2 separate regions of the Zea mays genome follow, and region 1 is linked to region 2. Evidence: chromatin contacts called from public Hi-C data. All regions are on one chromosome and are shown on one strand. Each heading gives the region's core, a stretch centred on a gene start, on an enhancer-like site or on the middle of the called end of the contact. The rest is flanking DNA. Distances are from core to core; before and after follow the strand shown.

What was found. Hi-C and Micro-C count contacts between places; a contact is called where the count stands out from the background.
Region 1: a contact with region 2 is called in a Hi-C map of tassel, with 2.3 times the contacts expected there. The contact joins the promoter of LOC100384565 here to the promoter of LOC107275227 in region 2. A contact is called at or near these places in 10 of 25 Hi-C or Micro-C datasets (bundle sheath, ear, endosperm and 2 more) and 1 of 3 datasets of contacts at active chromatin or transcription factors (leaf).

Annotation. Positions count from the first base shown.
Region 1 is chr2:198,547,969-198,552,147 of Zm-B73-REFERENCE-NAM-5.0, reverse strand. LOC100384565 reads right to left here and starts at 2,519. Exons shown (of 10, transcript NM_001177076.1): 1 at 2,211-2,519; 2 at 1,199-1,271; 3 at 790-864. The coding sequence starts at 2,342.
Region 2 is chr2:198,409,024-198,413,429 of Zm-B73-REFERENCE-NAM-5.0, reverse strand. LOC107275227 (NAC domain-containing protein 18) reads right to left here and starts at 1,567. Exons shown (of 3, transcript NM_001320462.1): 1 at 1,244-1,567; 2 at 819-1,132; 3 at 45-682. The coding sequence starts at 1,418. The coding sequence ends at 389.

The DNA.
Region 1 (4,179 bases), core at 1,270-3,769, 140 kb before region 2:
CTAAAACTAAGCTTTAACAATACGGGAACAAGATTGTTCCCACGTTCCCGGAACGGAACGTTCCCGGAACTGGGAACGTGGCCACATTCCCAGTTCCCGGTTACTAAGATTTGAAGTTACAAGGCATGTCCAAAAAAAACATTAGGAGGGTACATATTACACATTTTAGTTATATCTCTTTGTATTTTTTTTTCTTAATGAGACAGTCTACTGACCAGAAGTGAAGATGTGTAGTGCACTTTTTTTTTGTTGACTCACTTTCATCCTCATTGAATAGCCTAGCTGCAGCTACATGAGGTTATTTAACTTAGGTTTTGTAGAACTGTAGCATGACCTTTTTCCCTTTTTTGTGACAAACAATCACAAGAGGATTAACAATATCATCCAAACACAAATGCTTTTTCTAGAGTAATTGCACGACTTTACAAAAGGACAAGAAAGTTTTACAAGAGACTCCAAAACTTGTATAGATATGAGACCCCATGCATGCATTGGTATAAAAAAACCTCGAACTATGGGGCAAGACAGCCCCTGAACATTATATTAAGAAGACATCACGCAGGCCGAAAAAAACCCTCGAACCCCTGTCCCACCCACCAGGACCTGAGGAGTGCTACTCACACCACCTAACCAACTGCGCTAGAGGCCCTTTCACTATGCATATGACTTTCTGAATATTAAGTTAGTAGCTTTGAAACCCTTAGTACAATGAGTTAATGACAATAATCTATCAAAATCTACCAAAACAAGCATGTTCACAAAGAAAAAAAAAAGACATGGGATAATTACCATTTATTCCATCCTTATTTGGCGTAACTCTTTTAAGCAAACAAGTTCCCATTTCTTGAAGTGCTTCAGAGAACTCTGCATATAATGTCATCTATATGTTAATATTTCACAAACACAAATGAACTGAGGTTACAAAATGTCGGGTACTTGAAATCAAGGTGTTCAAGGTTTGCATTTCCCCAGCTTGATTGAGTAAATCATTAGAAGAAACAGGGTATAAATATGTGCAGCATGAACTTTAGAGAGATGATGGCTATTTATATTCAAAAAATAATGTGCAAACCTAAGTAATAAACATAAATGAAGACATAACCAATAACTAATATATACATAAAACGCCATTGGACATATAAGAAAACTTAATAAAGGCCTTTAGGGGGTGGGGGAGGGCTTTAGACAAGAAAATTACCATATGCACTATTTGCAATTGCTGCAGCAACAGAAAGCAAGTTATCGTAACAGCTTCTCATATCTGCCATATCCTGTCAAAGAAAGCAACAATTCAGAACAAAACTAGCAGGAAGCAGACCCAGAATTTAAAACAAGAGAAGTTTTAACATCATCCATTATGGTATTCTGATGAAGTTATACAGCTGGTGAACAGCAGGACTCACCACTGTTTTTGTTATTCAGGACAGCCACACAAAATAGTTCAATTTTAAACAATTGAAGACTTCTGCACAAACTAATCTGGAATGGGGCACCCATTTGTCAGATCCAACTCGATTAGACAAGATCTCAATTGAGCAAACTAACACCTTCATTTACTGCAAGGAATTCAGAAGTATCACGAGTTCTGCTGCCTGCCCACACTACCCTAGCGCAGAAAGGCATGCCAAATGCTTAAATGTATCTCGCACCAAAGCGACATCACACACAAGCATCGATGCATGATAATCACTCAATTATCACACCATTGAACAGGAGAAAATGCATGGAACCAAAAGCAAACATGACTCTGCCAAGTAACCACAGTAGTTGAGCTGAAATCACGCCACTAGCAGATCAAAGCAAACTCTCTCAACTATGCTAAACTAAAATGTGAGCGGACGATTCCCACAGCACCAGGAAACAACCCGAAAGCAAAGCTCATTCCTCCCGGTGGAATCCCAACGATGTCCAGCCGTGTGTTCGTGAAATTGAGAACAGATCCGGACACTAGAATTTCTACGAAATCCTCACGAGTCACGACGACCATGCTCCAGACTCTCGCACGCCAACCAGGCAACCACCGAACTATGAACTGGTCATCAAACCCAACCACGTGGAATCCATCAACCCGCAGCGGCTGCTGCGAAAACCACAAGCAGGGCCAGAGCTCCCCCGCGAGATCTCCACAGCCCCAACAGACTGACCCACCCATCCGGCTCGCTCGCTCGCGCAGCCACGAAGCGGAAGGGAGAGGCGCAAGGCCCACGCACCTGGGCAGCCGCGAGGAGCTCGTCCGCCGCGGTGGCGGCGGCGGTGGCGTGGCCCCGGCCGCGGTCCCGGTCCACCCGCTGCTCCTGGCGCTGCAGCGCGAAGCCCCGCAGCTTCCGCAGCGACGACTTCATTCTCTCGCTCCTTGCGCCCCGCGAAGCCGATTCAGGGCAGGCGCCGGATGGAGTCCCGGATCGTCCGTGGCCGGCCGGCGATGGGCTCGCGGAAACCCTAGCGGCTAGCCCCGCACACTCCCACCCACTGACGAGCCACGAGCGGGAGAGGGAGAGTGGGGAAGTGGAGAATTCTTTTTTCCTCCCTCTCGGTGCTCGAGTGCGAGTGCTGCGCTGGTGCGCGCTTTCTTTACCCTGTGTCTAAGCGCTATGGTAATCTTATTTTTCAAACGAATTTCTATTTTTCTAAAAAAAATAGTTCATTTTTTCTAGGAAAAATAGAATTTTTTTTGGGAAAAAATAGTGTTCACGATCTCATTTTTCTAAGGAATTTCTATTTCTCTAAGAAAATTTAGTTTATTTTCTTTTGAGAAAATAAAAAATCCTTAGAAAAATAGGGTTCCCAAACTAACCATAAAAATTAAAATAAAAAGTAGGATATAAAATGAGGCTCTGTTGGAACGCTAGAGCTAATAATTAGTCAGCTAATAAATTATTAGTTGTGTTGAGCCAACTAATGAACTAATTGTTTATTGTGAGATAGCTAATAATTAGTTGTGGTATTAGTTGATGGTGTTTAGAACCTAACAACTAGTTTTTAGTAGCTAACTATTAGTTTTAGAGGTTCTAAACAGAATTGAGATAGTAGAGCTAGTGAATAAAGACCGACTTTCCTCCCGCGGCCCACGCACTGTCTCAGGTCGTGTGATCGGTTTTTGGACGGATTTCAATGTTTTACTTTTTAGTCTGCTTATGTAAAACAACTCACAAATCAATATAAATAGATAAATGTATAATTCGTCTAGTCATCGCGACATGAGGGGTCACTGCTTTGTAAACCCTAAAACTTATAACCCCTTCCTTTTTCTCCGCACATAAACCTCACAATATATAGATTCGTGTAACACCTACGAATATTGATTCTCGAAAAATGTAATGTTTCTTTAGAGCTCGTTTGGTAGAAGGTTTATTTACAGTTCTAATATGATACTATGGTATTTGAGATATAGTATTGTGGCCCAAGAGGTGCTTAGTTGAACTTTGTAAATTATTTGATGGGTTGCTTGCCTTTACATCCCATGAAGCTTTGGTAGTTGCTCCGGTCTTTGTTTGGTCAGACACAAGTGTCGGTATTGCTTATGTTAAGCTTTGTTCTAATCCACTCCTACTAGTGCCTCTCAGGCTCTCACACCCTAATATATCACTATTTTCTTCGGAGCACAAAGGTTGTTGTTGCCTTAATGCCTTTGCTCTCTTTTCTTTTATATCTTCTTTTCATAACAGAAACTATCCTATTCCTCTTTGCAACCTAGCGGTCCAGTCAAAGAGAAGGTGTTTGCGGAAAGCAAAGATGAATGGGACGCAAATATCGCGTGGGTATGACCATGACCAATCTTTTCATTCAACGAGATCCGATGCCAATCAGCGGCGTCCATGTCCGGGTTTTTTTTGGGTGGGCGCTGGTCTTTGAGGTCTCCACTACGGGTGGGTGTTGAGGTTATCCGAAATTTTTGGGTCTGGTAATTCGTGTATTTAGAATTTTGGGTTTTGATAATCGATACCAAAAATTACAACGGTTTTACAATATCCGAAAATTCGGGTATCCAGAATTTTGGGTTCGGGTATTCCCGAACTAGCGAACTGTTGTGTTAGCTTCATAAAAACACATGCACCCTATAAATTATTATAAAAATACAGTTTGAATAATGATATACATGGACATAAAAACGCAAGCAATCTACATTCACAAGGCATGCACATTTACACATAATTATAGATGTACAAATTAATAATTAAG
Region 2 (4,406 bases), core at 318-2,817:
ATTAAAATGGTACGGAAAATGCCTATATTTCTAACAATATATTTAGTCTAAAATAAATTATATTTTAGGATGGAGATAGTACATCTTAAAGAATGCCTGGCTACGTTTTTAGATTTTACACACCATCGGGCCGTTGCAGGTTGCAGCGCCCATTTTCTAGTTCCAAATCAAAGTGGATGCTGCTTCACAGATGAAGCGTAGAAACTATTGCTCCTGATTTAAACTCAGGTTGCCAGATCCATTTGATATGATATTTCGGGATCACTCCTGCGCTGGACATGCCTAAACCTGATTATCTCGTGCTTAACTCATCATCATTGTATGGTACCAGAAAAAGGTTGGGCTACGGGACCATGAGAGAGGGGGGAGGGAACACTTAAAATCCCCATCAGGCCTCTCTCTGAGGTGCAACTCTTGTTATGCTGCCGCTGCTGACTTCGTCTTCTTCGTCTGACAAGTCGGTAACGCCGGTGACACAGCTTGAGGACGGCGACTGTGGCGCCGGGAACAGCAACGGCTGCCGTCCTCCCACACCTTCCCGGAGCTGCGGCGGCGCAGCGGATGCGCGGTGTCTCAGAGCTCTGCTGTGGTTACCATCCCGGCCCGGCCTGCTTCTTCTTGCTCCCTTCTTCAGAAAGACCCGGCACACGACCCACTCTCCCGGCTCAGCATCGCAACAACCCTGCAGTCATTGGCACGCCATGTTTTGTTCGGGGGCAAATGTAAGCTACATGCGGCAAAATATCGCGGTCGAGGTTGCAAAGCGAACCAAGCTACTTCCAAACGGAGGCATCATGGTGGGAGTTCTGAGTTCTCACGTGGCTCGCATTCTTCTTCCTCTGCTCGGCCACGCCGCGGGACGCGGCGGCGAGCCGGTACTCGTGCATGACCCAGCCTGTCCGCGACGACGACGGCGGCGACGGCTCACTGCGGTGGAAGGCGAGCGCCGTCTTGCCGCCCACGAGCAGCTGCCTCTTGCCGCCTACGCCGCCGCCGCCGCACTGCAGGAACACCGGCTCCTCCTTGCCCGTGGCCTTCCAGTACCCGCTCCCAGCTCTCCTCCTGCGGCTGCCACGGCCGGTCGCCGGCGCTCGCCGCAGGCTAAAGAAGTAACCCTCCCCTTCGCTTGCCCCTGCGTGGTTCAGTCACACCAAATAACCAGGAAAAACTCCGCGTCAGTACGCTCACGTCTACGCTGATCCGAAGGTGCTCGCGCTCAGATGAAGAGCGCGTGCACACGCACCAGGGAGGTCCCATGGATCGAGCCCGGCGACGTCGTGGACGACGGGGATGACGGCGGCCGGCAGCGGGCGAGCCAGGGCCTTCCGGCGGAGGTACAGCACTACCAGCTCCTCGTCGGTGGGGTGGAACCGGAACCCCGGCGGCAGCTGCGTGGGCGCCTGCGCAGGTCTCTCCATGGCACTGAATCCTCTCTGGTCAGGGCTCACAGCCGGACTCTGCTCTGCTGCAGAGCTGGCTGGCTGTGCACACTGCACAGTAGCGCCGAAGCAGAGCAGGACAGTCTAGCTGGAGCTTGTAGAGAGAGAGAGAGAGATTTGTGATGAGTGGAGTGGAGAAGAAAAGGCAGGGGAATTTATAGGATCCCCAGTGGCGTGTAGCGGACTCCATCCTGCATCTACTCTCCTTTGCTTATAAACCGTATGATTCCTTGTCCGGTTTCACATGATCCCGTCCCAGTCCGAAACAAATCTTCTCTAAAATCTCTTCCCTGTTGCTGTCAGTTTCAAGATGGCGAATTGATAATCGCAGACTAGCGCGAGCGAAAACAATAAAAAAAAAAGTAGGAAAAGGAGAACTAATCTAACTCAAGCAATCTAAGCTCTTTCTTAATTTTAGCTGCAAATGAACCCATTTTTTTTTCTTCTGGGAGTTCTCCTTCATATGCTCGCTCGCTTTCCCTGAAAACGAAAAGCTCTCCGTTTTTATATTCAGACGCGCTTTCAGCAGGTTTGTGCATAAAACATGGACAGCACGGACCCTGACATGGCGAATCGGATGGAATGGAAGCCTGATTGATGTGGGCTTCTTGTAAATGATTGCTAAAAGAAAGAAGGGTTGAACCAACGTTTTTGCTAGTTGGAAAAATGCTTTCCAATCCAACACATATTTTTTTTAATACACAAAGCGATTTACCATAAGGATATCTTCCATGCTAATCGACAGCGCCAGCTGTTTTTTCCCCAGACGAAGAGCTCAGCTGAATATTGACATGTGTTGTACGTGCTGTATGCCTACGAGACCACTTTATATACTCCTTAATCTGGATTACAAGGAACGATTACAATAAAAAACATGCTGCCTGCCTCCTCCTTCGAAGCAACCCAGCATATATAGCGAGCACTTGGGGGTCCACTCGTGGTCAGATATTTCTCAGGGGCGCTGTCAGGACCACACATTTTTAACGCAGATGAGATGTGAAAGTTCTCAGCATCGTATGACTTTTCCGCCGCTCCTCGTTATGACGCAACACTTTTGACAAGTCTCTTTGCTTCTGGTTCTGAAGAAGTGAAACATTCTTTGCGTTGCGTGGCTACGCAACGCATATAACATGTGTATTAAAAATTAAACTGAACTGTTTTGGTTCAGACTTTTGGAGTACAGTTAACTGTCTCCTCTGCTCTGAAAGCACCGGCATCAGCAGCAGAGCGAAAGCTACAACACGGAAGATCGAATGACAGAAACTATTAGTGTATCATGCATGCATCTTTAGTTAATTAGCAGATTTATTTACGCTTGATCTCGTAATGGGGACAGGGTTAGCTAGGCCAATGTTAGCCTGCCCAAGCAAAGCAACAGGTCCCCTTCACCTGACCTCTCACAAGCCAAAGAAGCAGCACCGTATGGTCCACACGTACGCAGCGCAATCATGCAGGTGTTGACAGGAATTAACGCAACCCAAAACACGAAGGGTTGGCATCAGGAGGCATGCAATGCAATGCCAGACCACCACAAGTAGGAACCCGCAAAGGCCGAATCCTCCCCCTAATTACAAGCAAGCCGAGCCCCAGTCATCGCCTCTTTCTCGTCGGTTTGCTGTCGCGCGCGCGCTCGCTCTGTCCACACCGACCTGCTCAGGCCTAGCTAGTTGCAGTAGCAGTGGAGACTGGAGAGGTTTGGGTTAGGAGGGCATCTGCCTCACAAAGTCCAGTCCGGCCAACAAGGCTGTCAGCTCACTTGACATGCCATGTCTATTCCTTAAACAAACAGCAAGAGCCTAGCCCAGAGACGGTGGCTGCTGAGAACAGGCATGGAAGCAAAAGGCGTGTGTGTGCAGCAGTAGGTAAAGATCAATCATATGGGGAGAAAGGAGGGAGCGAAACAGAAAGTGAGATGTTATTAGCTAGGACGACGTCCTACGTTTCCTCAAACACAAGCTAGCTAGCTAGCCAAATACTACCAACTGACGTAGGAACCCAGAAAGCCTCGGACGATCCGATCATGTGTGCAGGTGTGAACAGTGGCGTAATAATCGCCATGCATTACTGAGAAGAAAAAGATGACTAGATCCCGACGACATCGTCTGGATTGGTTGTAGCGGCTGCTCTTCTGCGCATGCATGCGCCACTGCAGCAAGCACGTCGTCGATGGCAGCCGCCTAGCTAGCTGTTGGCCGGCCGGCCGGCGGGGTTGCTTTTGGTTTTGGAGCGGGCGGGGTCCCGCATCGTCAATGCCTTTGGAGTGCAGGTACCTCTGACTTGTGGCTGCGCGAGCCCGCCCGTGGAAGTGGGACGAAGCAACACCCATCCGCGCGCGGTTCATAATCGTTCGTCTCGAGTAGATTATTCCTATAGATGGCTAATAGTGCCGGACTAATCGGGCTAGCCCGGAGCACGGCACGGCACGACACGGTACGGTTGGAGCCGGGCCTGTGCCGGCACGGTCCTATGGGTAGTGTCGTGCCTAGGCCGAGCACCGGGCACGCTGGGCCGGCATGGGCACGGCCCGATTAGCCCCTAGGCACGGTTAGACACGATTATGCATGATTAGATCCAATCACGACTAATTAGCTGTGTTGTACTCTTTTTTTCTATTTAGGGTTTTCGGTGAGTTTTTACCTAGATAGGTTTTTAATGAGTCAGTCATTGCACTAAACAGCTCAGTATTAGCTATTTTAGTATGTTTTAACTGTGTTTGTGAATACCTGACTAAAATTCTGTGGTGCTAAACGGGCTAAATGGACTAAACAGGCTAAACGGACCGGCACGGCTAAGCAGGCTTAGTGCCGTGCTTGGGCCTGGTCTTAGGCACTAGTGGCACGACACGACTATTAAACGGGCCAAACGAGCCGTGCCCTAACCGTGCCGTGCTTGGCCGTGCCCGGACCGTGCCGGGCCGGACCGCCTATTTAGCCATGTACAATTATTGCAAGGAGAAAACAAAGCGAC